Regions from separate parts of the Danio rerio genome. Here region 2 is linked to region 1. The links are chromatin contacts, called in public Micro-C maps. All regions are on one chromosome and are shown on one strand. Each heading gives the region's core, a stretch centred on a gene start, on an enhancer-like site or on the middle of the called end of the contact. The rest is flanking DNA. Distances are from core to core; before and after follow the strand shown. Region 1 holds the start of uba1 (ubiquitin-like modifier activating enzyme 1). Region 2 holds the start of errfi1b (ERBB receptor feedback inhibitor 1b).

Region 1 (3,314 bases), core at 343-2,842:
CGCATGATCCAAAAAATGCCTACTTGATAACCTAAACTGTTTTACTAGTCAAGTACCCAAACAGTGAAGAAAATCTTGCATTATTCACTCCATCTTACATAAACAAAGACATGCAACCTGCCTGTTGACAGCTGGCTCTATTAAGTAGGTCACAAATATTTTACCAAGGAGCAGACATAACTGACAAACCACGTGGGCAAAATATTTCACCCACACGGATGGGGATAATAAGAGCACAATATTAAGCCATAAGAAATAACCATAGAATAATACCCTGCAAAATAGCCCGAATACACACATCTCTGCGAAGTTTAAATGCACCTTAATGTAATTATACATTCATAAACTCAAAAGAATATCCCTTATTGTTTTGCAAAGAGCAGTTTACCTCCTCTAAACCCACAACCCATAGGAAACAGTGCCTTTTCAAAGCAATGACCGCTAAAATGAGGGGTTAGGCATGGGCTTTCTTGGAATTGAGAGCAATAAGCGTTGGGGGATGGGGTGGTACTTGTGACAAAGGCCCAAGTGGGCCGCTTATTCTCGCATATGGTGCACATAAGAAGCAAATGTACCTTGTCAGAGTTACCTGTACAGCAGGTACAAATCCTGTCAACAACCCCCAACGCATCGCATCATTCTGCCGCTCGCGCACCTGCACTTGAGAGTCAAAAACCGCGTGAGCCACTTAGCTCGCTGCAAAACACATTCATAAGATGAGTTATAGACAGCAATTGCACGCTTACTATAGAGGCAATCGTGGGATTTTAAAACGCTGGAGTTCGCAGTATAGCAAATCGATGCTAACAATGGAGAGGGTTACATAAACAGGTTGAGTGATCAGTGATCTAACCGGAGAGGCAAAACAATAACCGGGTACCTCACACCCCCACGAGTTGGATTCGGCATTTGATGCATTTTTTCCTAGCGTGAATCTTGAGATAGTTTTAAGACTGGGATTTGTGCAGATATGCGGGCACTCAGATTATCTTGCTATCTATCTAGGCTAGCGTTCTAGGAGTACGTTATGTTAGCTTGCCAAAAACGAAGCTTGTTAGCTTAGCGCAACCTTCGTGCAAATCATGAAGGAAGGATGAAAAATAACCCAAACCATATGACGGGAGAAGTGGCCAACTTTTCCGCAAGGATGAGTTGGTTTCTTTTATCCCCGGCTCGTGATGCGCGCATGGAGCGCATTGTCTCGCGCATGCCGTTAGCTGGCTCTTCCTAAAGTGGCCAGATGATATTTACAGGCAAATTGTTGCGCCTGGCTATCTGACTTGAGCGGTAAAAACTTGACTTTAGCTAACAGTGACACTGTTCTTGTGGACACGTTAGCTAGTTAGCATTAGCTAGGTACATAAGTATGCAGAACTCACCACATCCGATATTACTTGGCCTCTCCACGGTACTGAATACAGAAATACCTCGCGGGCAAAAGATAAACAACAAAAAGGTCAAATCAAACCGTTTCTGTAACTTTATCCCTGGAAGTGGCGGGAGCTCCGTGACTTTCCAGTGTGAGGGGAGGCTGGACGGTTGCCTGACCGGCTATTCCCTGTACCGTTAACAGTTCGGCAAGTATTCTTCAGTTCATGAGCGTAGAACCAACATGTGCAGAGTTTGAGTTGAGACTGTGCCACTATTCAAGATACAGGGGAATAACACAAACGCGTGTATGTATTTGAGAAGTCAGATGCTTTAACGCAATACATTACCGGATGGTAATGTTTTATATATATATTTAGTAGCATGTAATGATGTGTAATGATGAAAACCGTTCACAGAACTTGTCGAAAACGTTATTTCGACACTGATATCCCCTATCGACCTATACAATAGACGCGCCCTAAGCTTGGGTCGCGCTATCCACCATGGGAAAAGTAGTTTTTAGTGTATGAAATGTGCGTCAATTTGCTTTTGGGAAGAACATGGAATTTTATCGTCATCATCAACAACAAAAACAAGTTTCATCATCAACAGCAAGTTTTTAAGGTGAATTTATATGAACGCCTAAGGAAAATTACGTACTGTACAAATTAATTAAAAATGTTCTCAGCGCTTTGCATTCACTTTATAATTTGAAATGACTATCAAATTAATAGGAAAAGTTACACATTCAATTGTTTCAATTTGAATGAGCATCAATAGCAGCAAAACGCACAGCTTTGTCGTTGTGATTCCTTTTCAAAGCTTACAAAAGGATTTCTGGAAATATTAATAGTTCAGAAGAAGCTGACTACTTAAGACAGGGGTGTCCAAACTTTTTGGGCCGAGGGCCAGATGCAAAGAAAACAACGTTGTCGCGGGCCAAATTTTACACACATCACACAGACACGCATATATATATATATATATATATATATATATATATATATATATATATATATATATATATATATATATATATATATATATATATATATATATATATACAGTTGAAGGCAGAATTGTTAGCCCCCGTTTATTTTTTCCCCAATTTCTGTTTAACGGAGAGAAGATTTTTTTCCACACATTTCTAAACATATTAGTTTTAGTAACTCATTTCTAATAACTGATTTATTTTATCTTTGCCATGATGACAGTAAATAATATTTGACTAGATATTTTTAAGACACTTCTATACAGCTTAAAGTGACATTTAAAGGCTTAACTAGGTTAATCAAGTTACAAGTTAAGGTAATTAGGCAAGTTATTTTATTACAATGGTTTGTTCTGAAGACTTAAGGGGCTAATAATTTTGACCTTTATGAAATGGTTCATAAAAAAATTAAAACCGCTTTTATTCTAGCCGAAATACAACAAATAAGTCTTTCTCCAGAAGAAAAAAATATTATCAGACATACTTTGAAAATGTCCTTGCTCTGTTAAACATCATTTGGGAAATATTTAAAAAAGAAGAAATAAATCAAAGAGTGGCTAATAATTCAGACTTCAACTGTGTGTATATAGATAGATAGACAGACAGACAGACATAGATAGATAGATAGATAGATAGATAGATAGATAGATAGATAGATAGATAGATAGATAGATAGATAGATCATAACAAGAACTGCTGCTTAATTGAATGCATGTAATAGCGACACCCGGTGGTTATTTATTGAATTACGTTCATTTTTGTATAGCGGGCCAGATGCTATTGATATTTATAAAAAGCCTCGTGGGCCGCCACAAAACTGATTGCGGGCCGCAGATGGCCCGCGGGCCGTAGTTTGGACACGCCTGACTTAAGAAGAAGGTGTAAATAAATCCAAAACATACAGTACTATAAACACCAAGGTAAATGATACTTGGAAGTCTGTAAACAAAGT
Region 2 (3,511 bases), core at 481-2,980, 200 kb before region 1:
AAATTTTTTTTCTAAAGAGCTCAATTAATGTTTTGCAGTTTTCTATTAACGTTTTTTTTTTTCCAGAAGGGCATCTGTGACTGTAAAGTGTAAATTATATTATATTATATTATATTATATTATATTATATTATATTATATTATATTATATTATATTATTCATTTTTTTCGGCTTAGTCCCTTTTTTAATCCAGGGTCGCCATAGCAGAATGAATTGCCAACTTAACACGTGTTTTATGCAGCGGATGCCCTTCCATATATTATATTAATATATGGTAAATATATTATATTACATTAATTTATATTAATTACAATATATTATATTATATTATATTTCCCCAGTGATGGGTTGCAGCTGGAAGGGTATCCGCTGTGTAAAACATATGCTGGATAAGTTGGTGGTTCATTCCACTGTAATGACCCCAGATTAATAAAGCGACTAAGCCAAGAAAATGATGAATGAATGAATGAATGAATGAATGAATGAATGAATGAATGAATGATATTATATTATATTATATTATATTATCAAACGTGAGTTTTGGTCATCAAATTGCATATACTTCATATTTATAAAGTACCATATTTTCACATATGTAAAAAAGTCCTATATAATATTATGCATATTGTTCACGCACATGCTTTAAAAAATCAGTTAAAATATATTCTTTTTAATTAAAGAAAATTAGTAGATAATTTGGGTAATATAATATTCCTTAACATTTTAATAAATTCTAAAACATAATTCAGTAATATTTAACACATATAAATCTATCAAATACAAACTCTACAGTATATAATTGGATCTATGATCCTGCAGTTAGAACATACACGTTTTCTCCTCAATTATTTCAATACACCACTATACCTCACCTTAATTAATTATTTCCTTTAATTATATAATTACATAATAATGCATGCAATAATAGCTACTTAACACCCATCAGACAACAGGCACTCCTTTTGCGATACCTAAAGACATTCTCATTTCCACCGAATCAGCAGGCACACTTATCAGACAAGAAGTAGTTATTTGAAAATCAATCTCCAAGCACAGGCGTCCTCATCACGTCCTCATAATAAAGAAACTTTCAGCTGGGACATTTTTACTTTCAAGTACATATGGGGGGAACTAAATAGACACAATAAACAGATGACAGGAAAGCAAAAGGAGCTGGAGGCACTGATCCACTACAGACGTGCAAGAGTTCAAACATCTGTGGTAAATGATAAACCAGGTTACTACTACACGGGACAGGTCGTACTCAACCGGTTGTTGTCTTGTAAACAGTCGTCCCGGGTGACGCAGGGCAGCTCGTAAAGTACAAAATTGCACAGTGTGAATATAAAGATTGTTCTGATATGTGGACAGGTTTTCTACATCGATTTCAACACACACCCACTGACAAACCCTTTCTGACTCAGGTGAGAATCATCTTTTGCTGTATATTCAGGTCCTAAGCACGTACGCCGTGAACTGCACTTAACATTTTCTCACATTTCAATATAGTGTAAAAACATAAGCTACTTTAAAAATATTTAAAACTACTCACAGGTTATGTCTCGTAGGGTTGCGTATATGGGTTGTTTGACGGTTTTTTATGTCCAGTATAAGTCAGACAAGTGTTGTGGGTAATCCCTGTGTATCTTCATAAGATATTCCCCGCAAAATATTAAACAAATCGCACGTGTAGTTGAAAATTCTGCCGCTCAACTTGCCGCTTTCATCATGGAAAGCAACGAGCTGGAAACTATTTATATAGGCTGTCCACGTCAGACCGAAGGCTCTGCCCACTGTCTTAAAGGAGCCGTTCAGTCAGACCTTATATGGCTTGTGACAACCAGAATGCTTGGTGCTCATATGTAGGTAATTACTTAAAGGGCACCTGTGATGAAAATCATCTGAAAAAAAGCTGTTTGGACAGAACTGTGTGTAGGTATAATGTGTCCACAGTCATACTGGGGTGATATAAAGACAATAAGCTGTTTAATAAAAATAATTCACGTTAAAATTGGACCAAATCCCCCCCATTTTGAGACCCAATGCAAGGTGATGTAGGAGTGCGATTTCCCTGCCTACCAAATTGATCGACAGCTGTTTTTAAACAGCCGTTTTGAATGTTTTTAAAAGATGTTTGTAATGAGTTACAGTAATTTTACTGTCTTTATCACCACAGCTGCATGTCCATATGAAGGAAGACACGTCAAGTTTGTGGATGTTAAGACGGATGACCATACAGCAGTGGATATTAATGTGTATCATGTCACATTTGTCATGCAAAAACAGTGCAAAGCTAAACGTGCGCACTGTGTGTGTGGGTGTGGGTGTGAGATCATCAATGCAGAAAAGGCTTAAATTAACTCCACAACAAATTCATCAAATAATAATTGGGAAAGCTCTAACTAGTATTTCTCACAAACGCTATGTGAGGTCTGCTTCCATCATGTCTGTCACTGTGCTGTTCATCTGATGCAGCCAAGATGAAAATTAAGGCAAACTCAGACAGGCATGTGGAAAAGCTGGGCAGGGCGAACTAGCATTGAAAACACAGGCAACAAAAACAGCTACAGTGTGTTCAAAGCAGAAAATCAAATATTCTGAAAGGTATAATAAATAATCTGATGGGTGTTTTGAGCTGAAACTTTACAGACACATTCGGAAGACACAAAAGACTCATCTTAAATCTTGTAAAAGGGGTAAAATGTGTGCCCTATAAAAAGTAGGTGCTGTCCTGTATTGAAAAATAAAAATGAGAAGAAATTACAATCCCAGTTTAGCATGATAATAATATAAACACTATACATTCACAGTGATGAGCAATGAAGTAATAATCCCACTGCTCTGCATGTTGTGGCTCAAATCGAATGTTGTTGTGTTTATTGTATTTGGCTTTGGGCTCATTTATTTCATAAAGCCAAATATGTAAATCAAAGGCGGCAACACCAAGGCTCCAACACTTGGAGCCTTGGTGTTGCCGCCTTTGATTTACATTTAATTTGCACTTTTTGCGGTTTCGACAGTTTTTTTATAAAGCCAAATATGGCCATTAGGTTTGCCTTTTTTTGTGGGAAATCATTCCAGAATACAGTTATGTAACCCAATGTTATGGCTGTTTGGCTGTTATGTAGTGAGAAAATCCTCCAGATGTCTCTTTCTCCTGATGTTACTTTTTAAGATTGATATTTTCATGTGTAGAAACAAATTGATCAACATCTCTGTAGATGAGAAACTGTTTTTGAAAGTAGTAAGGTTTGTAAAATGAGTAGATTCTGCCTTCTATAGTGTGTAACTACACTGTTTATTAATGTAAAATCTGCAAATCTTCAAAGATCAAAGTGTACAATAAATGGATTTATTGTCTCCCAAAAGAAAGAACAGCTAGAAATGATTCAGTATTTCCTCCACAAAACATAGTTTTGTAACAAATGTGCATAATGCCAGTCTTTTGTCTTCATTATATCCATGAACAACGTCTACTTTGACCCTCAAAATCTGTCATTGTATCTGAGGA

What was found. A called contact is a pair of places that touch in the nucleus more often than the background predicts.
Region 2: a Micro-C map of caudal fin shows a contact between it and region 1, with 2.6 times the contacts expected there. The contact joins the promoter of errfi1b here to the promoter of uba1 in region 1. A contact is called at or near these places in 1 of 18 Hi-C or Micro-C datasets (caudal fin) and 1 of 4 datasets of contacts at active chromatin or transcription factors (embryo).

Annotation. Positions count from the first base shown.
Region 1 is chr23:23,543,729-23,547,042 of GRCz12tu, reverse strand. It overlaps uba1 (ubiquitin-like modifier activating enzyme 1), which reads right to left and starts at 1,592. Exons shown (of 26, transcript NM_213062.1): 1 at 1,469-1,592.
Region 2 is chr23:23,740,096-23,743,606 of GRCz12tu, reverse strand. errfi1b (ERBB receptor feedback inhibitor 1b) reads right to left here and starts at 1,730. Exons shown (of 4, transcript XM_689863.10): 1 at 1,553-1,730.